Linked DNA regions of Mus musculus: region 1 is linked to region 2. A link is a contact called in public promoter capture Hi-C data. All regions are on one chromosome and are shown on one strand. Each heading gives the region's core, a stretch centred on a gene start, on an enhancer-like site or on the middle of the called end of the contact. The rest is flanking DNA. Distances are from core to core; before and after follow the strand shown.

What was found. Capture Hi-C pulls out chosen DNA fragments and counts their contacts.
Region 1: a contact with region 2 is called in a promoter capture Hi-C map of pancreatic islet. The contact joins the promoter of Aard here to the promoter of Rad21 in region 2. A contact is called at or near these places in 2 of 39 promoter capture datasets (both in embryonic stem cells), 11 of 484 Hi-C or Micro-C datasets (Sertoli cells, cortical neurons, embryonic stem cells and 2 more), 12 of 115 datasets of contacts at active chromatin or transcription factors (the SCID.adh cell line, embryonic stem cells, extraembryonic endoderm stem cells and 2 more) and 2 of 9 other capture datasets (adipose tissue and pancreatic islet).

The regions. Positions count from the first base shown.
Region 1 is chr15:52,038,774-52,041,473 of GRCm38.p6, reverse strand. Aard (alanine and arginine rich domain containing protein) reads right to left here and starts at 1,367. Exons shown (of 2, transcript NM_175503.3): 1 at 944-1,367. The coding sequence starts at 1,291.
Region 2 is chr15:51,990,469-51,993,168 of GRCm38.p6, reverse strand. It overlaps Rad21 (RAD21 cohesin complex component), which reads left to right and starts at 1,409. Exons shown (of 14, transcript NM_009009.4): 1 at 1,409-1,622. Gm52217 reads right to left here and starts at 2,194. Exons shown (of 2, transcript XM_030248881.1): 1 at 1,380-2,194. The coding sequence starts at 2,100.

The DNA of each region.
Region 1 (2,700 bases), core at 118-2,617, 48 kb before region 2:
CTATATGGGTCAGCAAGAGGAGGGGGAGGGATGACGTAGACCAGCTCAGTAGCATACGGGTTTGGTTCAGCCAGGCCTACGTAGGCATTCCAGTGTGGCATACTGGCCCACAGCACTAACCTCGCGGTGTGCAGGGAGACGGTCTCACCAGGCAATGAGATGGCTTTACCATCCAGCTACCAGGGCTCACCATTTTGACCACACACACCGTTAGATCAAGCATAATGCATTCCTTATCAAATTCAGATTGTTAGTATGGTTAAATTGGATTCGCTATCATGTTGCCCTTCTTAAAGCCAGTAATGAACTCGACCACCCGCTGTGCTTTCTAACTGTTCTGAAGAAGTGGTTAGTTGTCGCACTGGATCCAAGAGAACTTTCCAAGTCTCCATTAGCAGCATTCATAAGCGTCGCCATTTTAAGTACGGGTTCTTTATACTTTTGTCCTTTTCAAATTGTCAAAAAAATTTTTTTTTCATTACAGAAAAAGTGATCTATGCACACTCCTCCCTTCTGAAGAGCCAGTCGGTTTCTGAATTCTTAGCAAGGACTAAAACAAAAATACTTGGATTGACTCAGTTTCTCATACAATTATTCCATCCATCTTGGTTGCTGGTTCCATTGAAATTTCTTTCTCTGCACGCTAACCGTAGATATACTAGGAGTTTGCTATGGGGAAGCTTCTAGAAGATAGAAAACTACAGAAACAGACTGGGGAGGGGCTCCTAGAATATGGGCCAATCACTGGACTGTAGGCCAAGCCCTGATCACTGGAGCTTTGACCCAAGGAGGCCTTAACACCGAGTCCAGAGGAAATCGGGTCCCCAGGAATGATCTCCCTCCCGGGCATCAACCCCACCCCTGCCGTCCTCCTGCAGGCTACACTCCAGCTTCGAAGTCACGGACTCCAGAGCGCGAACCCCGCCGCACAGCCCGCGCTCACCAGCTCCGCGCGCAGCCGGGCCAGGGCGCACTCCATGCGCGTCCGGCTCCTTTCCTCCCGTGCTGCCGCTGCGGCCGCCGCCACCGCCGCCACCGCCTCCCGCGCGCGTCTGGCGCGCCCGCGTGCCGCCGCCCGCTGAAAGGCGCGCTCCAGCTGCCTGCGGAGGTGCTCCAGCACCGGGCTGGACGCCCGGACGTGCTCTGGCACTTCGATGCCGATGCGCCAGGTGCCGCAAGGCATGCGGTGCACCGGGTGGAAGACTGGGGACCATAGCGCAGCCCTTCCAGAGACTCCGTAGAGTCCCCGGGACATCCTCTGTCTGCAGTGGCTGTAGTCACCCAAGCCCATCGTGGTCCTTTTCTGCAGCGCTCCGACTGGGGATTTGGTTGCAAGTTGGAGCTTTTTAAGGCCGATCGGGTCGGGGGCGGGGGCAGTTAACGGAACAGGCAGGACCCTGGCAGTGGACGCTGTTACTGCCCGGCCACTCAGAGCGCTGCTCGGCTCCTTGCCCATCTCCTGTCTTCTCTGCCTCATAGCAACAACGGAGGGAGGCCTTGTGACTAGAAGTTCTGACTGGAATTTTTTTTTCAGTCTGTTATAGCTTTGGCTTTGAGAATGCATGGAGACTGAAACAGTCAACCCACGCAGATAAAAACCGAGGAACTAGCTGACGATTTACCACGGGGGGGTTTCGACACAAAACTTTCCAGTTGCCTATTTCTTAGTACTGTGAGCCTTTGAAATAGTCTCTGACATTTTACTCTTTCAATACTGTGTCAGGTGTGGTAGAATCTAGACACCCTTCTGATCCTATACGCATGTATCATCCACAGTCCATGGTGAGAAGTTTGATCCTTTTGTAAGTTAGAATAGTCTTTCTGTGATCACAGGAGCCCAGAGTTCTGAAACTCGGTGCTCCTCTTTAACCCTGATGACTTCTTGGCGAGTCTACATAAATGAAAGGCTTAAAATAAAAAACCAACACCTTCCCTTATGACGGTATAATTCCCAGTCCAAGGTAATCATGAGCTAATAATTATTATCCGCATCATATAAAGTATATTTTAATGCCTCTTTTGGAGCTAATTGAATGTTTCTTTACAGGAATGAACAGTCAAAACTCCTGTGGTCATAGACCATTGCAAGAAGAAACAACAGTGACAGAAGAAACAAACACGTAGTACTCTCCCCAAGGAACTGTGGATACGTCTCTGAAAGACTGCTCCATTGCTTGAAGTGTCAATAGTAGGCCAAAAAGATAACAAGAGCATCCTTACATTATACTATATGCCTTATAGTATGTTATATATTATTATAGTTCTTATTATATACCAGCCACTTCACCTATTAACCTACATAATCCTTACACAACCCTGTGAGATGTATACTATTTTTTCCATATTTTTCCAAATAAGGAAAGTGGGGGTGGGGGGAGGTCCACATGCATACCCACCAAAGAGTCACACAAACTCAAGTGGTCTGCTCACAATTCACACCTAGGAAGCCTGGCTTGTTTGTACACGCCAGTCATTGAGATATACTCTCCTTCCAAGGGGAGAATGTTGCACAGATAAGCAAGAACTCTGACTCTGTGGGCCCGTTAAATTCAGCTCTATTGAAATGGACTCAGTCTTTACTTGATAAGGAATACGGTTACCCAGACTCTGGGTATAATCGCCAAGTTCAGTGCCTGATAGTTCACAACTTAAGTACGGTCATCTCTGATCCTTGTGTAAAGAGACTCTAGAAACATTTGA
Region 2 (2,700 bases), core at 160-2,659:
TTTATCAGTGTTTTAAACCCATTTCCTTCTGCTTAGTCCAAGACCTTAAGGCATTTTACTTGGGGAGTTTTCTTTATTAAACAAATGCTTTTTTTTTTTAAACAAATGCTTTATACCTTATTTTTTTCATTTACTGTAAAAGCTTTAAAGTTATGCCAAAACACATTGTGATATTCCCAAAAATCTTGTCAATCCTCTTACTCTAAGCTTCCTACTTACTCTAGTGTTTTTGACATATATAATCCTTTTTCAAGAGTTGATCAGTTCCGAGGAACAGCTCTGCAAAACTGTGTGCAGTTCTAAACCAAAATCTGCTACTGTATGTTTTATAATCCTCCTACCGTTTTCCTCTCTCAAATGTGTTGTGTGTTATCATGAGACAGACAAGCAGAACAGAACTGCTTTATAAAAAGGCTTTAGAGAATGACAGCAAGCAGTTTCTCGGTCAGTTATTAAGTCAAATCATAAAAGTCATTACTACGTAGCCAAAAAAAGGAAAGTGGATTATTTTCCAATGAATAGAGGTGAAATCTGTTAATTAAATCTGTCCTGTCAAAGGTTTGTTAAGCAAACTGCCTAAAGTTGACACACGCACCTTCAGCAGGTGTTTCCAAACTGTCAGTAGCTAACTCCCACAGTAAGAAATTTACTGATGAACCATAAGCAAGCATCTGCTTCAAAGAATCAAATGTTGTTTTGTTGGTTTTTGTTATTGTTGTTTTGGTTTGAGATAGGGCTCCTCTGTGTAGTATTGGCTGTCCTGGACCTTGTGACCAAGCTGGTCTTGAACTCACAGAGATGCACCTGCCTCTGCCTTCCGAGTGCTGAGGTTAAAGGCGTGTACCACCACCGCCAGAGAATCAAATGTTGTTAAAGGGAACTTTCAAGAACATATATGAGACTCCATGAATGGGAGACCAAAGTTAGTTTAGGAACTGCGTGTAAAAGGAATCTACTCTCAAAAAATTTCTCCCAGGGCCTCGGTAGCATGCTTTTTGCTGCAAACCTAATATAAGCACAGGTTGGCCGAACCAATTAGGCCTTACTTTTCCAGCAGCTAGCTTAAGATTTTTGTTTCCTTCGTCGCTGTACAAGGTCATTAAAATAATTTTTATTTTTGCCGGGCGCAAAGAAAACTGGCCAACAGCAAAGACCTGCTTTAACTCGAGTTCAAGTTAAACCCCAATTAGTTACACGGTGTTGCGCAGGCGCTGCATTTGCCAACTCTGACGCTCCGCAAACCTCTTCAAGGAACCCTTTGCGCCTGCTCCGTGGCCAATAGGTGGCTGGTCCAGAGACAAGGAAGTGGTCAGCGCGCCTGCGCCGCCCCTTCTGTGGGTGGGGGGCGGCTCCGGCGGGTTGCGCAGGCGCACACGTACCTTTTTGACCGTAAACATCCTGCCGATTTGAACCGAGGATTTGGGCGGCCGGAAGAGCCGCGCCGTAACGGCCGCCATCTTGTTTGTTTGAGTGAATCGGAAAAGGAGGCGGCGGCCGTGGCGGTGGCGGGAGCAGCTCCGAGGCTACACCGCACAAGGGCTCCCCCTCTCCCCGCCCCCTCCCCTGACCCTTCCCCCCCTCCCCGGGCCACCCACCCCTCCCGGCTCCCCGCCGAGATCCAGGTAAGCGATCGGGCCGACCCCTCCTCGGGCTCTGGCTCCCTCCCCGGTGCTCTGCCCCGCCGGGTTGCTCCCGGGGCGCGGGCTCCGCGGCCCGCAGTTGCGGTGCGAGGCGGCCGGCGTTGCGGCCCCCGAGTGCTGCCAGCTCCCGGGCAGCGCCCGGCGACCCCGCGCTCTCCGGGCCCCCTACGTCCCGGGGCCGCCCTCGCCTGGGGGGGTTCCTCGCTGCCCCGGGGCCGTGCACCGCGCCTGCTGACTTCCTAATGGTTCCGCCGCAGTCCAGGGCCCACAAAAGCGACCCTCGGCCGCGCGGAGGTGGGACAGCGGGATCCCGGGGCTGACGGGGAGAGAAGGGGAGGTTTGAACGAGCCCGCTCTCGGAGCTGGCCGCCCCCTCGGGGGGGAAGATGGCTGTCTGCAAAGACGCGGGACTCAGGGCGGGAGCCGTCAGGGAGACTCCTGGGCGGGCGGGCGCGGTGCATCGGGTGTGGAGTCCGGGGTCCGGGTCGCGCCAGGCGTGTGCTGGCCGCAGGGATCGTGGACTCACTCGCCTGTTCTTCTGTCTCCCTCAACCGGATTTCTCTATAATGTATATATTTGTGTGTTGGGCATCTCAGAAATTGGACCGGCTGTTTTAAAACACGATCGAATAACATTGCTTCCAAGAACATGAGTGTAGCTGGTATTCCCCTTAACTTTTCTAAACTTTTTTTTTTTTTTTAATTTCTTTAATGGCTAAGGATCGAGTGTTGTAGAGACGTTCCGAGGCTGGGTGCCTTTTTCGTGGCACAGAAAGGCTTTGAGTAGGCTCTGCCAGGATAGTGTAAGGTGACACTGTCGAGGTGTTCAACTAGACCAAGCGGCCTTCTTCAAATTTAAGAGGGAAACGCTGTGGACGTTTTCTTCGTGCTCTCTGATTTGTTAAGCTGTCTTCAGCGTTCCAAAACGCGTTGGTGTTTGAATGGCTTATGGAAGTGGCTTCTGTACTTCGGCTTCTCTTTACAAAGGAAAGTTAATATTTGCTCTCCTTAAACTGTATTGGAAGAGCTTCGGCGTCGTCCCGTCCCGTGCCCACCACCCCC